Regions from separate parts of the Mus musculus genome. Here region 1 is linked to region 2. Evidence: chromatin contacts called from public HiChIP or PLAC-seq data. All regions are on one chromosome and are shown on one strand. Each heading gives the region's core, a stretch centred on a gene start, on an enhancer-like site or on the middle of the called end of the contact. The rest is flanking DNA. Distances are from core to core; before and after follow the strand shown. Region 1 has its middle 260 kb from the start of 4930503O07Rik. Region 2 has its middle 17 kb from the start of Camk1g.

Region 1 (5,749 bases), core at 1,485-3,984, 580 kb before region 2:
AAGCTGAATGAATGTCCTTAGTATCCATCACAGGCAGAGTCCACAGCAAAGAGAGTTTCACTCTGCTCAGGAGAGGTAGTAATAGCCTGTTTGTAAGCTTTTGACAAAGATCAACTAGCAAGTGAAAAACTAATGAAGCAGAGGGAATAGGGGAAACCTGCTGGGGCCTTGTTCTTATGTATGCAAAAGGAGAGCCAGGGCATGGTGCTGGTTTAACAGTGATCAGGCATAGACTGACAGAGGGCAGGTACACACTTGCAGAGCACATCAGCAAGGGCAGTGGACAGGCTGATGGGAGACTGGGATGATCAAACACCTCCAGTTCCTCCATGAAGCTGTCCTCAGGATGGAAGATGTGCCGAGAATAAATGAGGTGGACTTGGAGAGAGAGAGTGTGGAAGAGAACATACAGATGCTTTCTTATGCCCCTTGCCCCTGCTGCTGCTTTTGTTGTTTGGGGTTAAATTTCTCTGGCCCTGGAGAGTTGTGGGGACCTCATAAGCTTGATAAATAGAACAAAAATTTCAGTCTAAATTCCCCTCAATACTGCATCCTCATGAATCCCCTTCTCACGAGTCCTCTCCCTGTACATCATGGGAGCCACGGATATCATGCTATTCTATTTGATTTTTTTTCTCCAGGACTGGCTGTGTGTTGTGCCAAGTAAGCTATTCTGGGCCAATTTCCAGAATCCATCTCTCTGCATATCTCTTGATTAGTGTGAACCTCGGGAATCCTAAGATTTGGAAGGCAGAAGGAAGAGAGCAGCTATTTTCATTCTCTGCAGTCTAATCAAGGCAGCATAGCCATGGTGGCCCCTCACTGGGATGGTCTATCAGTTTGTTGGGTCTTTCACTGGGGTGGTCTCTCCATACTTCTCTGATCCACTGGCCCATCTAACTCCAGGTCTTTGTCACCCTGAAAAGCTACAAATCTCCTTCATCAGCTTTAGTGTGAAGCATAAAGGGAAGGTGAAGGGAGATAGCCATTCCTGTCTGGACAACTGTGACACTGAGGTTGGCAGCAGTAAGAAATAGAAGATGCTCACACTTGCTCTGAGGGGTCCAGTTTCCTTCTTCTCTCATCCATAAACAGCTTTCTTTTCTGTCTGCTGGTCTGGCTGGCCTGAAGCAACTTTGTAGCTGACATCAAAAGCCAGGCAGCAGACAGTGCTGTAAGCTTGAACAGTAACATAAGCACTCATCTCTATAAAAACAGCCTTAGTTCCCATCAGGCAGTGTTTTGGCTCCTCTGATTCAGCTCTAACTGGTACCCTGGCTGATGCCTGTTCCATCATCTTTGCCATGTATTGGCTCTCCTGTCCTCCAATCAAGTTACCACAGTCCAACTTCTGAGAGTCCCTCACCACAGTCAGCAAGGCTCCTGCAACAGCTGGTCCTATGCACTTCTCCTCTTGTGGCTGAGAGGAGCATTCAACCCAGAGGATGTTTCTTCCCTCAAGTGAATCAAACCACAATTCCTAACATGGAACAATGTAGCTGCCACGCCTGGACCGGAGATGAAATGCTTTTTATAAGAGCTAATCAGATTCTACATTAATGAGAGAAATATGAAGCTAATCAACACCACAGAAGGTCTCTAGGCTCAGGCCTATTAAACTTCATAAAAAATTAATGACTGCAAGAGCAGGCTCTTTTGTAAGGGGTCTCCTGTGGCTGGATAAGGGCCTGAAGTCCCATTCACCTCTCATTACATTGAATTAGCCTCACTTTCCAACCCAAAATATCATCCATCAAGTGGCGTTTTCCACTGGGTGTTGGACAGCCAGTGTTTGAAAACACTTGTGAAATATTTATTTCTTCTCTTCAATCCCTGGCCCCTCCCCTCTCAGCCAACTTCCTCTCACTTCATTCATGATGGCTTTTCCCATTTTAATTAAAGAGATTTGTACTCCTAAAGCCTTCTGGGGAACATCTTCAGTGATTGTGGTTTGCTGAGTCCTCCGAAGCTGCTTGGCAGAAAACCCCTCTCCCCATGCTTGGAGTGTGTTCCACAGCTGCTCCAAATAGTCAGAACTAGGTGATGATAGAGACCAACTAAGCTGAAAAATAAACCCAGAACCCCTCAATGGTCAGTTTTCTTTATGTGAGTGTTGGCTACAACCATTAAAATAGATTCAGAAAAAAAAAATAAAACAAAACAAAAGTCAAATAGCAAAAAAATCCTATACCTGCTCCCCCACCCCCAAAATACAATGAGTGGCCTCAACTGTAAGACCATCCAAATGACTATCTTCCTCATTTGCCTTTGACCCAGGCTGTCAGTCACCTTCATCAGCTGTAGCTTTAGGTGACAGGGCCTCAGCTCCATTTTTCACACAGCAGGGTAGCATTGAACTCACAGACTGAGGAAGCAAACAGTGATGTACAGTGCAATGGGGGTTGGGGGTAGTACAGTGCAATGGGGATTGGGGGTAGAGCCTTCTCGGCTGTAAAACCATGCCACCAACTGGAAGCATCCTATTGAAATATGCCAAACAGGGTCATTGCTGTATAGCTGACTGAGACGGAACCCCAGGAAACCAAGAAATAATTGGACCTAGTAAAAAGAAATGGGAAATGAGAAGTGGGGACAAATCAAAGAAGTCTTTTCAAGAGAGGCCATTCTTGTCCAATTACTTCATAAGGCCTTTCCATCTATTCCTCTGACTCATGAACTTCCAGGACTGACACTCCAAGCACCCCCCCAACCCCAGGTCCTGACTCATTCAAACCTCAATTCCTCCTTGGAAGAGTCTAAACTTGGACACAGCATGGAGACTCTGTAATACAAGCTATGAACAGACCCTGATGCAAGTACAGGAAGAGATGAAGAAAAGGAGTTTCACACACACCAGACATTTCTCTGATTACATTGTTGGCTCCTGTTTTCATTTCTCTGTTGACATGTGCATGAGGTCAGGTGATGAGCAGCTAAACACATGATACACACTGTGAGACAGGAAAGGCAGGTCTGCACTGAAGGGCAGCAGGGCTCTGAGAATCAGCTGAATACACATAACCTGGATTGATGGTCTCCAACATTATGCTTAGCTATTTATTGTATTTGTTGAATGAGTAACTTAACTATGGCTTACTCGGGTTGTACAGAATTATTCTGTAGGTCAGAGGTCAGTCTTCTTAAAACAAAGTTCCCAGATCTGATTTCCTCCAAGATCCTGATGTTTCATACACTCAAATCAACAAGCATGGAGTGGCTTATTATAAGGGTGGCAACTCCTAGAAGACAGTGAATCATAAAACACACATGAAAAGAACATGTGCCAGCACTATTCTCAGTGTTTACTGTACAAGGGCATAGTACATTTCTGCTGGGTATTTATGACTCTCTTCAAAGAAAAACTTCAAATTGTTTTTTGTTTGTTTGTTTGTTTGTTTGGTCTGATGCCTTTGTTCAGCATAGTAAGAGATTGTATTAGAGCTGTTTGTCTATTATGTGTGTCTGTACCCATATGTATGCACATACTTATATACCATACTTATATACACATGCATATACAAACACATATATAGGCACAAACATATACACATGAATATACACATATATGATAATGGTTTTTAAAAACTATTTTATTGAGTTCTTATATCTCTACCTCCCTCCCAACCTTGATTTCACCCCAATCCCTTCCAAATCCCCAGCACTAAAGAAAGAAGGTTAGAGGAAAAATATAGACCTCTTTAGATCACTTCCTGCTGATTAGGGACTTAGGGCCAGTCCAATCTTGGTCATCAGGATATCCAATTTCTTCTTCTCATCTCTTTGCTTACAGCCACTTGAAAAACCACAATAGCAGGGACCAACAGCAGGAGCAGCAGCCACCACAGGCCTCGTGGGGCTCTCCTATTTTTACCCTTTCCAGAGCCCCCAGAATAAAACTATCTGCAGCTGGCAAAGATCACACCTCTGCTAGTGCATGAGGCAAGTCATAATCACCTGCTGTAAAGCATTTTCTTATCTGCCACCTGGGATTAAAACAAAAACATATTCACATAACATAACTGGGTTTTTAAAGAAACCAAAATTCTCACTATACATATATATTTGCACATAAAAATACACATACACACACACACACACACATATATATATAATATACACACACATATATACACACATATATGCATTTACATACATACACACATACCTTCCCCTACACACACATTGACACTTTGAAATCATAGCCATGGTAATAGATACCATGGAGTCCCTGGTCCAGATTACTCTTGATCAGTTTTTTTTTTTTCTATCCAGTATTCTCTGGCACAGTCTCCCCTGACTTTGTTTTCTATTGTACTGGCCTGAGGACTTGGTCATGTATACATGCTGTGTGCCTACCATACCATCGTATCCTTAGAGTATATGTACCACAACATTATATCCTTAGAGTGTGTGCCTGAGTTAAGAACTTTGTGAGTGGTATGCATCATTTTTCCATTTCTGAGAATAAAGCCACATTATATCTCAGTTTCTAAGCAAACTGTCATAACTTAATGAAACATTTGCCATCTGTTGAGGTCCTCTTTACTCTGGTGTCTATGAGTTCACTGTGCAGTGGTGACCCCCCCTTTATTGCAGTGTCAAAGTCTGTACCTGCCTCTGCCTTGGTCAGCAGGTCAAAGTCTCTAATTCTGCTTGGACCATGGTTGATGTGGTAATGAGGGTGACAGACATGCTCTCAGAAGTTTCCTGGATCCACAACAAAGAGAGATCAAGCCACACCTTTTCTAAGAGTTCTAGGGACCTGGGAGGGGATAGGAGGAAAATCATTGCACAATATATCATGTGACTTTCTTACTATCGGACTACTGGCAAGAAGATGGATGGCTTAGTGTCCACACCATCTCTGTCTCAGGTTCATATTGCTCTTACCACTCTCCAAGTGCCTGGATGCTGACAGCTGGCAGAGGGCATTCTTCTTCCTCTAATAAAACCATCTTTGTCACTGTAGAATGCATAATCAAATTCCATGGGTCTAGACTAGACCCATGTCCATGGACTGCCTGGCTGGCTCTGCTTTTGATAAGAGGATATCTATTGCACTTATCCCATCCTTGTCTGGTGTAGGCTGGGGGTCTGGAACCAGAAGTATAGAGCTGGAGAGAGAGCTGGTCTTTTCAGATAAGGAGAGACTGAGAGAGTGGCAAGCTCATAGCACCTGGTCCTGGTTTGCCCAAAAGCATTCTGGACCTCTACTACCATGAGAGGATGCTACTGAGATAGTGGAAGAAGAGTAGGGGTGTTTAGAGGAATACAAATCTTAGAAAGTCTGATGTCCTCTATTGAACTACAAGGGCAACCATTCTAGAGGATGATAAATCCTAATCCTTACCCCCTCGACACAGTGTCTTCTGATTTGGGGGATGTAGTGAATATTTGGCATGGAAGACTTGCATAATTTTAAATTTGAGGGGGGAACCTAAGTAGCTAGAACCCTCAAATCTCCAATCTGACCATCACAGCTTCAAATAATGATTAGCAATTTGATGAGCCCAATGTCTCCTCTAGCAAGGGTTCTCTACTGGGACTATATTGTCTACTTCTCATGTTTGCATTTTTCAAATAGCCTAAGCACCAGATCATTAGCTCATGTGTCTACTAGTCTATATTTCTCACTGTCTCTGTCTGTCTCTTTGTTTCTGCCTGTCTCTCTGTGTGTCTTTGTCTCTGTCTTTCTGTCTCGCTGTATCCATCTGTCTCCATCTCCCTCTTCCTCTCTCCCTATCCCCCT
Region 2 (6,233 bases), core at 2,941-5,440:
GCACATCAGGGAATACGCTCACCGTGACAGACGTTACCCGAAAGCTACACTATGGTGTTCTTTCCACGGAAGAGCCTCTAAGGAGAGTGGGCAGAGAGTGTGGCCAGTGCTGGTTTGTATCAACTCTACCGAGCATGTCATCACAACAATGCCAGCAAGAAGAAGGAATTCCATTCTGGGAGAAGCAGAACCGGGCATTAGCCGTGATGAAAGGAAAACAAGAGACAAGAGGAAACTGTCGATCTGCAGAAGATGGGTACCCCAGGGAGGCTCCTGTCAGACAAACAGTTTCCTGAGCCCCCATAATTCCCTGCCCTGCCTCTGCACTGTTATGGGAATGTTACACCTCGAGAAGACAAATGGGCCCACACGGGGGATTTTTTTTTCTGCCGTTTTTGTTTTTATTTTTGATTACAGGGGAGGAAATCACTTTTGTTTTCTCTTCTTGCCAGTTGACTAAACATGACATCCAACCCGCAGGCTGAGCAAACAACTTCACTAGCCATGTGAGAGATTAGACAGGACAAGAGCCTGGGGTATTCTTTCCCAGAATGAGGAAAGCCCAGGCTGTCTGGGCCTCTGAAATGTGTGGCAATCATCAGAAAGGAGCAGCTGTCAACGCTGCCTCCTGCCCCCGTGGGGCCACCAAGCCACCACAGTCTTTATTTAATTGGTTTATTAATCTTACAGTACAGTGCTGGCTTCTGTCTCATTGTCCCTCCCTGGCTAACTGGGCCTAGACTTTGTAAATACGTTTAATTAAGCTCCAAAAGCCACAGCCCTTCCCTTCTCAAGGCTGCTGTCTCCCACCAGGAGGGAGAATGGCTGCAAAGGAGCTAAACCAACAGCCTGCTTCCCTGACCATCCACTGCCATCTGGGGTGGGATACAAGGAAGGACTTACTGAGAGAAGAGGTAGGCCACTTCACTTCATATGAGTATGGCTGATCTCTCAGGCCATGGGGAGACTCTGAAACTCATTTAGAGTTTCAGAAGATTAGGAAAAGACACCCACAAATTTCTGCATGCAAAGCTCCCCTTGCCCAGCCTCACACTTCAGTCTGAGAAGGAGATCTGCTTGTCGGAATGGCCTTTACTAGAGAGCCCAGGAGGCACCGCTCCCACCCTGGGAAGGAAGTGAGGGGAATATAAAGCCAGGAAGGAAGGTGAGATTATCCAGAGAGGGTCCAGGGGAAAGCACACAAAACAGGGTCCATACAGCTGCAACTTTACAGCCAGGTATCCACCCGACTCACCCAGGGAACTAAGCCAGAACAGGTGAAGACCAGGGGGCCACCACAGTACAGGGTGCATGGGTTGTGAAAAGATGCTTTCTGCTGCATCTGTGCCTGAATGTGCATCTGCTGTGGCCCCAGGAGGGGAGAGAGGGAGAGAAGAGGAGGGGTAAAAAGAAGAGGGGAGGGTGGGTAGGTGAGTAGGTAGGCGTGGGGATGGACCTGTGAGGAGGACTGGGACTCTGTTCACCATGACCGACGTTGTGGCTCCAGAAAGCTATGCTGAGTTACTGTTTCCACGGAAGAGCCTCTGAGGAGAGTGGGCAGACAGTGTGGCCAGTGCTGGCTTATGTCAACTCTACAGAGCATATCATCACAATAATGCCAACAGGAAGAAGGAAAGAACAAAAGAAAGTCTGTCCGTGTGTGATAAAGACAATATGCTCAATAACTCATGCAGGCTTTCTTTATCCATCTGTTTGTTTTCACTAACGGGTGTCCACGTGCACACAGACAAACAACCACAAACATTAAATACTCCGTCTGGACATTTCTAAACATCTGGATGCTAAACAGCACGTTGACCCTGGCTGACTGTCTCAGAGCAGCAGTCTAACCCAGACTGAGGACCAGGACTCTGCCTGTAGACAGATGTGCAGAAAAAGCCCAATGTCCTTGTTCCAAATCACCTGCACAGTGCTAGGGATGTCTCAGTTTCCACTTTGAGAAACATGACCACATGTCACACCAGGTGCAGGAGTAACAGAAGGAGGATTGGAAGCAGGGACAGGCTTTCGAGGAGAGCAAGTATGGGAAGGAGCCAATGAGGGCTCAGCTCAGTGGCAGGGAGGGAACGCTGCAAGCACCAGGCCCCATGGCCTTCCTGAAATGGGGATTCTCCAGCGCTGCCCCTCAGGACACTTTGGACCATCCTCATGATAGCCTGCGATTCAGGAAGCTGTCCCAGGCCCAGGTTCTATGATGTCCACCCCCACCCCTGACTACACACACACACACACACACACACACACACACACACTAGTGCTAACTATCCTGTCCTTATCATCACTTCATAGACAGAGAAGGAAGAATGGAAATTCCTATTCTACAGAGAAAGAAGGACCAGCACACACACACACATTCACACACACTCACACATACTCACTCATACACAAACACACATACTCATACATACACTCATACACACTCACACATATATACATACACATTCACTCATATATATACACACACATACTCATATACACACACATATGTAAATACACTTATAAAACATACAATATGTCTACCTTTTCTCTTTCTCTCTATTCCTCTTTTTCTCTTCCTCCCTCCCTCCTCTCTCCCTACTAAGATCCTTGCTATTCAAAGTGGTCCCTGGTCTAGCAGTGCCAATAGTCAATCTTCTGGGAGGTCTGGGAGCAAAGTCTCAAAGTGATCCATGAACACAGAGATCTTCTAAAAGCCCTACTGTGGCCCCAAGAAAAGGCAGGGAGGTCAGAAAGACAGCATCTGATGTTCCTCCAAACAGTGTCAGGTTGGTAGTTCTGAGAAGGCTTAGTTCAAGGTCAGTGCAGACCCATACTGCTACCTTGAGGTAAGGGTTGAGCTCCGGTCCCCTTCCTTCTGAGCCAGCCCATTGTTGAGGTGTTTCTCTCCAGGACCCAGCTGACAGACTGGAACACAGCAGGCTCAGCTCTGACTAATTGCCAGCAGTTGGCTGAAGAGACATTCCTCATCGAAGCAGCCTCATTAATCTCCTAATGCCAACATAGCCTGGCTAGTGGCAGTCCTCTCTGCTTCCATATCTACATGCTGGCTTCTAGAAACCTAGTGGTAGAAAATGGCCTCCTTCCTGGAAGGGGGCACCCTGCATCTGGTTAAACCAAGTGTTTGCAGAGCTCATCACCAAGTCCCAGAGCCTTAGATGTTTGCCTCCCAAGTGGAGGACCATGTCTGGCATCACTGAGACATCTTGGAGGGGCTGAGGAACCTCAAATAGGACAACCAAAGAAATGGCTCTTGGAAATACTTGCAGGATGTTTGGATATGTGCAGGAGATGTTTTCTAGAAAGCTCTAAGGAAATCCTGGAGAATAGCAGAGCCTTGTGCCAAGCTGCCTTCATCCTCTGGTCATAGTGTGGCAGAGACTCTTCCATTCTGCTCCTCTGGGTGCTGCTACTGTGAGTTTGTCCCCCTGAGATGGGAAGCTCCTACAGGACATATCTTCTCTCTCCTTATTGCTTTGTACCTGGTCCCACAAGCCAGACCACCCACTCTCATGCAGATATGGAGGCAGAGCAGAGAGGGAGGTACATGGGAGATGGAGAGGCCAGGAAGGAAAGGGCCAGTGAGGCAGAAGCTTGGAGGACACATCTTCACAGCAAGAATATAATGGGCATCCAGAAAGATGCTGCCAGGTACAGTGAGGCACCCTGCAATCAATCCCAGCACTCCAGGGAGACCCTGAAGGGTCACAAGTTCCAGGACAGCCTTGGCTATCTAGTTAAACCCTTTCTCAGAAGCTAAAATCAAAACAGTGCAGAAAGAAAGAGATACTTTACTAAACAAAGATCCCATCGCTTGCTGTGGCCACCAAGGTGGGTGGGCTCCCCAGCAGCAGGAAGGATAGACAGAAAAGCCAAAGCTTTATACAGGAAATATGGGATGTAGACGGTAAGTACACAGGTGTCTATCTTCTTTATTGCTTTTGTTCAAATGGACAGACCGGCTGGCCTCTGTCCATTCCAGCAATCCTGCCAAAGCTCTGGAGAGCCAGCTGGAGCCTGGCCAAGTGGTTATTAAAATAGTCGCTGAGGCAACACTGCCCTCTACTGACCACAGGTTGTCATGTCTCTGAAGCCGCTCTGCCCAGCAAAGGGCTTGAGTTAACTTGTTTCCTCTCAGCCTTGTCCTTTGTCTCCCCTTTGCCCCACTTTGTTGTAGCAATCTGTTCAGATTTCCTAGGACTTTACAGACACTGTAAAGAGCGCCATCTGGGACCAGCAGAGCCCAGACAACGTGCCAGGCCAGCCAGTGTCTTTGCTGCTTCATTGTCTTCTAATAGCTGTTTGCTGAGTCTCTGCTGGGGAAACACAGACCTAGGGATATGTGTGGAGCAAAGCTCCAAGCTGCCTTGGTGAAACAGGGGTTAAGACTTGGGGTTAAGACCAATGATAAAGCAAGGAGTGAACTAGTATGCAATGAGCCAATGACTCAGACACATCAGCAACTAGAAACATTTCTCCCTCTGTGTGTGTGTATGCATGTGCATGTGGGCATGTGCATCTGCATGTGTGTGAATGTGGGCATGCGCATCTGTGTGTGTATGCACGTGTATGTGAACATGTGCATCAGCATGTGTGTATGTATGCATGTGTGTATGCATGCATATGTGAGCGTGTGCATCTGCGTGTGTGTATGCATGTGCATGTGAAAATGTGCATCTCTGTGTGTATGCATGTGTGTGAGCGTGTGCATCTGCGTGTGTGTATGTATGTATATGAGCATGTGCATCTGCATGTGTGTGTATGCGTGTGTATATGAGAATGTGCATCTCTGTGTGTGTGCATGTGTGTGTGAGCATGCACATCTGCATGTGTGTGTATGCATGTGTATGTGAGAATGTGCATCTCTGTGTGTGTATGCATGTGTATGTGAGCATGCGCATCTGCATTGTGTGTATGTGAGCATGCGCATCTGCATGTGTGTATGCATGTGTGTGTGCATGTGAGCATGCACATCTGCATGTGTGTGTGTGTGTGCATGCGTATGTGAGCCTGTGCATCTGTGTGTGTGTTGCAAGGATGAGTGTACCTACCCATACTCACACTAAGGCCAGAGGAAGATGTGGTATTGGGTATGGGTTTTGTAGCTTTTGTTTGTTAACTAGGCCAGTGGCCAGTGAACCCCTGTAATCCTCCTGTCTCTGCCACCCCATCCCCCAGCATAGGGTTAGAGGCACACAGGTGGCCTTGTTCAGCTCTTCCCCTTGGTGCTGGGATCTGAAATCAGGAACTCACATTTGCACGTCGAGCACTCTTACTCACTGAACTGTCTTTCCCGGCTACATGATTCATCCTTTAACGGTTACTGATCAGATGTCCAGGTGGTATGTTCAATTTCAGGAAATGGTTGCCAAATATTCCAAGTAAACTGATACTGAATCTCTTTACCAATGGGAAGAAGTATAGAAGAACACCGGGCTTTAAACAGTACCGGCCTGCGTGCATGCAGGTCTCTTAATAGGGCACCTGAGACAAGAGGACTCCCTGCCAATCTGTCTGTCTCTTTCACTCTCAAACTTGAGATGGATCAAAAACTTGTGAGGTATTTGTAGAAAATTTGACTTCTGACTCGACCTCAGCAGTGTAACTCTGCTCCACACAGACACCAGAGAATCCGAGCCAACAGATGTCGGGCTCCTCACAGTGGCGGCTTCTAGCTATCCTGTGACCAATCCTATGGGGATATTTAATGTCTCCAGCAGAAGTCACACCAAACCGCAATCCCCTGCCCACAGTGATGAGCACAATACTGTCCACCCTCCAGGTGGGAGCCCTCAGTGCTGATGGGAGGGATGAAGTGGACAGTGGTGGACACAGGCTGTTCACCACACTTCTTCATATCTGTTTTCTCACAAAGATTCATAGCCTCATGTCGATGATAATGGTAGTGATGGTGGTCGTGATGGTGATCATGGTGAGAGTCATGGTAGTGATGATGATGGTTAAGATGATGAGGGCGATGATTAAGGTGATGATGATGATTTTCTGATGGTGATGATGGTGGTGGTGGTGATGATGATGATGGTGATGTTTACAGGTGACAGCTATTGCTTATTCTTTTCTAATAATAGTGCTCAGTATTGTTTTAACTTTCAAAACAACCTTGTATGGTAAGTGCCATTTACAGCTCCATTTTAATTTCATGATCGCTATTGAGTATATGGTAGGAAAGGTCACGTGTGGCAGTCAGAGGACTT

The links. HiChIP or PLAC-seq counts read pairs in DNA pulled down with a chosen protein or histone mark.
Region 1: a contact with region 2 is called in a FOXA1 HiChIP or PLAC-seq map of pancreatic cancer cells. The contact joins two enhancer-like sites. A contact is called at or near these places in 1 of 39 promoter capture datasets (embryonic stem cells), 3 of 484 Hi-C or Micro-C datasets (the HL-1 cell line, adipose-derived mesenchymal stem cells and myocytes) and 1 of 115 datasets of contacts at active chromatin or transcription factors (pancreatic cancer cells).

What each region holds. Positions count from the first base shown.
Region 1 is chr1:193,964,351-193,970,099 of GRCm38.p6, reverse strand. No RefSeq gene overlaps it. Among named protein-coding and RNA genes, the nearest start is that of 4930503O07Rik, 260 kb to the left of the region's middle. Within about 2 kb of position 2,734, at least 17 of the 459 cell types and tissues checked have an H3K27ac peak or open chromatin away from gene starts, as enhancers often do. A contact at or near this core is called in pancreatic cancer cells, where this site is marked.
Region 2 is chr1:193,384,163-193,390,395 of GRCm38.p6, reverse strand. No RefSeq gene overlaps it. Among named protein-coding and RNA genes, the nearest start is that of Camk1g, 17 kb to the right of the region's middle. Within about 2 kb of position 4,190, at least 29 of the 459 cell types and tissues checked have an H3K27ac peak or open chromatin away from gene starts, as enhancers often do. A contact at or near this core is called in pancreatic cancer cells, where this site is marked.